Linked DNA regions of Cyprinus carpio: region 2 is linked to region 1. A link is a contact called in public Hi-C data. All regions are on one chromosome and are shown on one strand. The core of a region is the stretch at or near the end of the contact, and the rest is flanking DNA. Distances in the headings are between cores, read along the strand shown. Region 1 overlaps hlfa (HLF transcription factor, PAR bZIP family member a). Region 2 overlaps LOC109107262 (forkhead box protein K2-like).

Region 1 (4,185 bases), core at 1,013-3,512:
TTAACTCTTAATGATCATAATTGCGCACAATGATTTTACTGATATTTTCTATCAGATTTTACTGATCTTTTATATCAAAGTATTACATATTATATATTATATAATGTTGACAGTGGAGGTTTTCAACCTATTAAATAGGTAATTGTGATTATGTTTTAGTTTTATTAAATAACTGTGAACATTTATAATATAGCATTCACCTAAAGTAAAGCAAATACTTTTACAAAAGAAATGTAGAAAATAAATCATGTAAATGTATGTAAAGTGTATAATAAATGTCAATTTATAAAATTAAGGAAATTAAATAAGAGAAAGAGACAAGATTAAAAATATAATAATAATAATAATAATAATAATAATAATAATAATAATAATAATAATAATAATAATAATAATAATAATAATAATAATTCATATTTGTGCAACATTAAATAATAATAGAAAAATAAAAACTGCATAGTAAATAATAATAATAATAATAATAATAGAAAAATAGAAACAGAATGCATCAACAATAATTATTATAATAGAAAAATAATAGAAAAAAAATTAAAACAATAGTAAAAAAAATTAAAGTGTTTCTAAAATATTAACAATATAAAAATATTATTTTCATTATTTTGTTACACAAATATTTGGAGAGACATAACAACAACAACAACAACAACAACAACAACAACAACAATAATAATAATAATATGAAAATCTTGTTGTTATTGCTATTATTATTATACAAAAAAAAAAAAAATGCCAAAGGCACTTAAGCATGTTTTTAGCAAGCTTTACTGTAAAACACGAATTTTGATCTTAGTTCAAAGGCCCTGAATCTGCTTTGCGTGAGCTGATCGTCTCTCTGTGCTTCATGCTTCAGTGTTTGTCTTTACCTTCATGTCATCTGGAATGAAGACCTTGCGTGCCTTCTTGATCATGGGCTGCGGCTTCAGCTCCTCTGCTGAGAATTTGCGCTTGCGTGGGTCAAAGATTTCCTGTCCTGGGACGCTGGAGAGGGCGAGGTCGGCGGGGTCGGGCTCGTACCTGACCGGAACCTGGATGGAGTCCGGATCTATTGGACTGGGCGTATCACGTGACGGGAGAACTGAAGGAGAAAGAAAGAGAAAATCAATCAGGATTTATAATAAATAAATTAATTAAAAATCTAAGGTAATGATAATATTGACTTATCTTCCCTGCCTTTACATCACAATCTCAACCATATTCATACTCATTTGACAAAACACAACTCTACTTAGAAAACACTTGATTAGATTATTACAAAAATTTAAAAGATTCTGATTTATCTACAGAATGTCTAATAATAAATAATAATGCATTATTCATACATAATAAACATTAATATAAAGTAATAAAGTTTATCATCATTATTAAAACAGAAAAGGAAACTTGCTCAGCTAAAAAGTTGAAAAAAGGACACACTTTGTAGCACTTTATAATTTAATTAAAATATTAAGATTATTATATTATATAATGCTTATTAGACCAGAGAATTTTATTTTAAGATGTAAACAGGATCATGTCATGTTGATTTTGTGTGTAAATGTGCACTACCATCTCCTGAGCACTAGAGGGAACATTGAACCCACCTCACACACACACATATTTACACATCTACATCCACATATAAGAATAATATTAAATAATAAATAATCATAAAAAATATACTATAATGTATATAATTGTTTTATAGTATAATTTATACTACAAAATAAAATAAGTAATACAAATAGTAATAATACAAATTATTATTATTTATTTTTTTATAATATATACTATAAAATTATTATATAGAGTTTATATATATATATATATATATATATATATATATATATATATATTATATATATATAATATAATAATGTAAGTAACTAAGCTTATTGCCTTAAAAACACACCACACACTGATGCAATAAAGGCAACCGTGTGACTGATCTACTAAAGACGTCAAACACAAGAGCAAGCGAGTGTGTGTGTGTGTGTGTGTGTGTGTGTGTGTGTGTGTGTGTGTGTGTTCATTAGTGAGGGATTAGAAAATCAAATTAAACTCTTGAGTGATTTAAGGGTCATTAAACAGGAGCTGAGAGCCGCACAACAGCACCAGGAGCTGGCACACGTCCACACACATAATCCAACTGAAACACACAGTAACACAGCTATAACTGCACTTGATGCTCACACTCTGAATCACACAACAATTAAACTCACAACAAGCTGCTTCTCCTTCATGAGCCGCAGCAGCATTAATACGAGGAACCAGAGAGAAACACACAGCAAGGTCAAAGGGTCAAAGGTCACAGCTGTAAGCTATGGGAGATTTCTTCAAGACCCAGATCGCTGCTAAAGCCTGACCATACTCTGTGTGTGTGTGTGTGTGTGTGTGTGTGTGTGTGTGTGTGTGTGTGTGTGTGTGTGTGTTACCCTGTCTGATTACAAACAAGTAGACAGTAAATCGTGAACAAATTTATCTGAACTGACCCAACCAAGACCTGCTTTATGACGGTCAAACAGCCAACATGACTCAGAAGTAATGTTCTGAGTGAAAAGTAATGATAGTACTGGCTTATCTTCACTGCCTTTAAATGATCATTAATATTCATGCTCATGAGATAAATCCAACCCTAATGAGAATAAACTTGATTAGACACAATTCCAAATAATTTCTAGATTATATTTAGATTTATTTACGAAATTTCATTTAATAAAAAAATAAAGAAATAATTTAATTAAGAATAAGGAATATTCAAGACAAAAATAATATATAACAAAAAAATTAATAATAAATATTAAAATATAAATCTAATGTTTAATAATAATAATAATAATAATAATAATAATAATAATAATAATAATAAATTAAACAGTATAATAATTAGTACAATAAATTATTTTAATGTAATCTCTAACTATAAGAACACAACTAAATTATATTTTTATTATATAATATATAAAATACTATATTTATTATATTTGATTTTAGTTTGATTAACAATCATCATCATAACAATAATAGTCTAATTAATTATGATAATATTTATTTTTATTATATTTATGTTATTAAATAGTATAATTATGAATGAATGTTTAGGTTCTACAGGTAGAATAAGAAATATTCAAGACAATAAATAATATATAATACATCAAAATTTAATATAAATCAATAATAATAATAATAATAATAATAATAATAAATATTACAACAAAGTATTCTATAATTATAATAATACATATAATTATTTATTTATTTATTTATTTATTTATTTATTTATTTATTATAATACTATGTTAACGTTATTAATAATTATTGTTCATCATTTACAATCATTTATGCCCATCTATCTTCAAATAGCAGATAGAATAAAGACACAGAGAGAGAGATTCGATTAGGCTACGATAAAACATATCTTTAATATTCTTACAGTCAATATTTTGCCTGCAAGGATCAGAAACTAAACAGTCACTCATAAGTTTAACGATTAGTAGAAAAGCCTGTGTGTGTGTGTGTGTGTGTGTGTGTGTGTGTGTGTGTGTGTGTGTGTGTGTGTTTAAAGTCCTGTATAACAGCTCTGACCTCCACACAGCACTGACTGAATAAACCTCTTATGAGTCTCTCTCTGCCAATCAGAGAGCTTGATTTTGCCTTGAGGGGCAGAGGTGAGGGGTGGAGGTCTACTGACCAATCACAGGCCTCTGTCCGGAGCGGTGGGCGGAGTCTGACCGCTGACCCAGTGAAAGCATATGAGAGTGGAAGTATTGGGTGGCAGAGCGTTCAGGGGTGTGATCGTGACCGTCCCATGAACCCTGGCCTTCACTTCTTTACACACACACACTGAGGGAAGTCGACGGGTGCAGCAAAATGATGCCCTAACAAGCTCTGTTATAACCAGTGATAAGAGGTGAAACGAGCCGTGAGTGGGCAAACGTTAGCGAAACAGACACAAAACCAACATCTGCCATAAAATAAGCAGCTATAAATGCCTCAGAGTGATTCAAAAATATATATGGACTCATAAAAATGTCTGAATGACATTGCATTTGATAAGCAAGTGGTGTTCATACAGAAAGAGCTCAAGCACACACACAAAAAGAAATTACTAATGTATATAATATAAGCCTTGATGAGCAGAAGAGACTTTTGTCATTTTTGGAGATTGTTTCTGACCTCTGACCTCTG
Region 2 (4,185 bases), core at 896-3,395, 73 kb after region 1:
AGAAATGCATTACCAAACACTCCAAAACCATCATCAGAAACCGAGCGGTGGAAACAGATGGACCGCAGGGAAGGAGGAGGTTTAATTTCTATGCAGAAAAGGAAACTGTCTCATTTGTGTGGCAGCCAAACTCAATTAAATCAATCATATCAAAAGTGGCACATAAAGGACACAGCTGCAGCCGCAATTCAGACACAAACACAAACCACCAACTCCTACTCGACAAGAACATCACCGTTTCTGCTCCAAATGCTCGTGAAATCTTTTCGTATACAGGAAAGATTTCATATTATTCTGCTATATGAATTATCTCTGTGTTGTTTCATTAACTAAAACTTTTTTTATTTATATATATATATATATATATACACACATACATACATAGATTAAATATAGAAATATTTATAATTATATTTAATAATTTTATTTATATGCAACAATATAGCGCTAAACATCAATTATTTATATTTTAATTAAAACAAAACAACAAAAAACAGACTTTCATGAGCATTTTTGATGCAAATTAATTGTTTAATTTTTTTTTATAAATTCACTAAATCTGACAAGTTTAATCAATTAAACTGCTTTTGTATTTTTAATAAACTTTTAAACATTTTTTCACATGCACTTTTGGACAATTATAGTTTTTAGTTTTTATGCGTTAAGTTTTCAGTCCTTACAAGCAGTGTTAATTTCGTTGATGAATAATTTGTCAACAACATTTTTTACACAGACGACAACAAGACGATAACGAACTAAAACTCTATTTGAATGACAAAAACCATGACGTAAATCTATTGACATTTTTGTCAACGAATAATAACGAGATGAAAATTTTAGGGAGGGACAATTTGGGAAGAGAATCAAGAGATTCATCCAGAACGAATCTGCTGCGTGGTTCAGAGGTTAGATGCGCACATATGAAATAGAAATAAATACGTCTGCTTGAAAAAATAAAGAATATGGTAAACGAGTTGCTATAAGGAATGCATAATTTACCTATATAACCATTGGTTTTTTATTTAAATGAAGACCATGTTCTTTTTCTTTATGAGAAGTTGTTTTATTTCATTTTAACATGAAGGCATGTTGTGTCTCACTGCAGTTAAATCATGTCTATCATGATAAAACCTTAATATCAAACCTATATAATAAGTTTGGAAATTTTAGAGAAATGCTTAATAAATGCACTGTAACTAAAACCCATTAGATTTTAACCGACTAAATTTACTGTAGATTCAGTCTACTAAAATCTTATGATATTTAGCAGACTTAAACTAAATTCAGATGACTAAAATATGACTAAAACTAAATGGCATTTTAGTCAAAAGATTATGATTAAAACTAAATACTTAATCAAAATTTGCTGTCAAAATTAACACTGCTTACAAGGCAACAATATTTCTGTTCTGCCAAAGGCAACAAACCAAGCATTTGCATGTCAATTAAACAGATGTTTCCAACCTAATTGGGAGATTTTTTTATTATTATTTTTTTTATTTAGGCTTTGTTCCAATGCAAACTCCCATTCTTAATTGTTAGTTGATTCAAATAGTATTACTTTTTGTTTGCATGTGCAAGACAAAAGAATGAATCTTGGCCAAATGCACATTAAAAGTTTGATCCTGCAATCTTCTAAGGTTCCCATCACCAACAAAATAAGAAACATATTGTACATTTTTCACAAATTGCTTTGTCCATTAACCTAATGGTGTGTGTTGGTTATACTGTGTTTGTACCTAAAGGAGTGTGTTGGTTATGATATAAAGTTGGCGGGTTGCTGTGTGTGCGCTGGTTATAAAGTGTTTATACCTGATGGTGTGTGCTGATAATGCTGTGTTTGTACCTGATGGTGCCGGTGGGCGAGGGCAGGGGGCTCATGAGGTGAGCGATGTTATCGGGGATGTTGATGGTTAAAGGGGAGATCTGTGGCTGAACCGCTTTCACCGGAGACTCCGGTTCCTGCTTCTCACGCTTGACGCTCGCCAGCGCAGTGAATGTGATCTTGATGTTCGTACTGGGGAACCGAAACGTGCACCTGAGAAAGAGAAAGAGAGAGAGTCTTTATAGATCGAACAAGCATCAACATGAACCTAACAATGAGATCTGCGGCCAAAACAAAGCTTCAGGCTCCCAAAACACGTGTGTGGAGCGTTTAAGGCAGAGAAGAGGGCTTTTAAAGAGTCTGAAGTCATCATATTAATCTATGCGAGAATGTTTTTTAATGAGTCCTAGTGAACAAGGTTTTTACATGCAAAATGAAATCAGAAAAACAGGCAGAGAAACAGAGAAACTCACAGTTCGGGATGTTTATATGTGCAGTCAGTTTAATACGTGTAATCCGTTTATTAAATGCATGTAAACACTCTCAACGTGCCTCAGACAGAAGTTTCCTTTGGCTGAGACGACTGTGGTTATAAAGCTCAGGAGTATAAGCAGATCTCCAAGCGATGCTAAAATTAACCGCCCCCTTGACGAACTAATATTCAGTGTTAACACTACCAGCCCCAGGAGTAAACAAGTCCCTTCACCCACCAAAACATGACCAAACACGGCTCACAGAAACCAGTTATTTTAGCACTGCTAATCACACAGCATTATATGTTCAATAAATATTTAATAAATCACAATTCTTCCAAAATGAAATGCCACTTAAAAAAAGCCCTTTATTTAAAAAAAGTGAAATATTAATATTGTTATATTTATTTATATATTATTTTTATTTAGATAAATTTATTTTTATTTAATATTATTAAATTTATTAAATTTAAATGTATTTTATTTTTATTTTATTTAATAAAGCAATAAACAGCAACATTTACATACATTTTAATAAATCAATTTAAGAAACAGAGATTTAATGAGCATTTTTGATGCAAACTAATTGTTGAATCAATTGTTTTGAATCAGTTTTGTTAAATCTGACAGGTTGAACTGAATCACTGAAATAATATCAAATTATTAAAACATTTCTCATCGTCATAACAGACTGATCTGACACGTTTGCGATTTCATCTATTTTCATTTTATGCATTTTGATTTCCAATTTCAGTTTATTTTTAATTTTTACTTTTCATGAAGTTATTTTGTGTGTGTCTTTAAACTACTATTTTAGATCAGTTTTTATGTATTAATTTCAGTTTAAGTTTTTTTTTCTTCCAGGTCATCACCAACAATCCTTACATTCTGCCAATGATTACAACATTTTATTGGAAAAAGCAACAAAACAACCAACAGTTTGTCAATTAAACAGATGCTTCTTGTCTAATTATGAGTTAAAAAAATGCATTTAGTTTTCATTCCATTGTAAACTAAACAATAAATCATGAATAATCCTTCCAGAATGATTATAAATAATCACATAAATATTAAAATGATAAGTGCATGTACTCTTCAAGTCTTTCTCAATTAAGTAAACATTGCTACAAGTTTTGAATTATTGACACTGCTGTAGAAAGACTTACATCAATGATTTGTGTATCAGTTTAATTCAGAAACATGCACTTGTTAACCCGAGAAGACAAAAGGGAAAGAAAACGTATCCGAACTGGTACAGCTCTTGAAGGAGTTCAGTCTCTCCGCTCCGGCGTCACCGTCCATATGGTTGGCACTGGGTGAGGTGTTTCTGTGCCAAACCTTGTACTAAACTTTGCGCCAGGCCCCTGCAGACCTGGCACACATGCACACCAATCACACCCAGCGTCTTCAATTATCCCCAAATCCTGCTTATTCACTAATAAATGAAAGGAGGATTTCATTCTGCCTTCGTTCAGGAACAGAGCAGACATTCATACGTGTCGGGAATAAACATGGAGTCAAGCTACGGCCAACATCTGGACTCAACTTTAAGAAACTAAATGCGTGAGAAGAAATCTGTGCTTATCTGAAATCAGTTTCAACTTTTACAATACAGACAAACTCTTTAGTCTACTAAAAGTGATTTGATGCTTGTGCAATACTTTCTTTTCAATTCATTCTGATTGTCAATTTTAGTTTAGATAATATCAACTGTACATAATGTTATTTTGTTATGCATCTTTAAACAATGAATAGTTTTTATGCATGCTGCCAAAAACAAGTTTACTGAAAAGCAAGCAACATTTTGCATCTCAATTAAATAGATCCTAATTGTTTTTGTTGTTGACTTAATTTAGTTTTTGTTCCTTTGCAAACTCCTGTTTTTAC

The links. Hi-C and Micro-C count contacts between places; a contact is called where the count stands out from the background.
Region 2: a contact with region 1 is called in a Hi-C map of skeletal muscle, with 5 times the contacts expected there. The contact joins two enhancer-like sites. A contact is called at or near these places in 5 of 8 Hi-C or Micro-C datasets (liver and skeletal muscle).

The regions. Positions count from the first base shown.
Region 1 is chrA3:7,044,324-7,048,508 of ASM1834038v1, forward strand. hlfa (HLF transcription factor, PAR bZIP family member a) reads right to left here. Exons shown (of 4, transcript XM_042716796.1): 3 at 885-1,096. Among protein-coding and RNA genes, the nearest start is that of hlfa, 7.8 kb to the right of the region's middle. Within about 2 kb of position 2,263, at least 4 of the 8 cell types and tissues checked have an H3K27ac peak or open chromatin away from gene starts, as enhancers often do. A contact at or near this core is called in skeletal muscle, where this site is marked.
Region 2 is chrA3:7,117,561-7,121,745 of ASM1834038v1, forward strand. LOC109107262 (forkhead box protein K2-like) reads right to left here. Exons shown (of 9, transcript XM_042716811.1): 2 at 1,847-2,038. Among protein-coding and RNA genes, the nearest start is that of LOC109107262, 12 kb to the right of the region's middle. Within about 2 kb of position 2,146, at least 1 of the 8 cell types and tissues checked has an H3K27ac peak or open chromatin away from gene starts, as enhancers often do. A contact at or near this core is called in skeletal muscle, where this site is marked.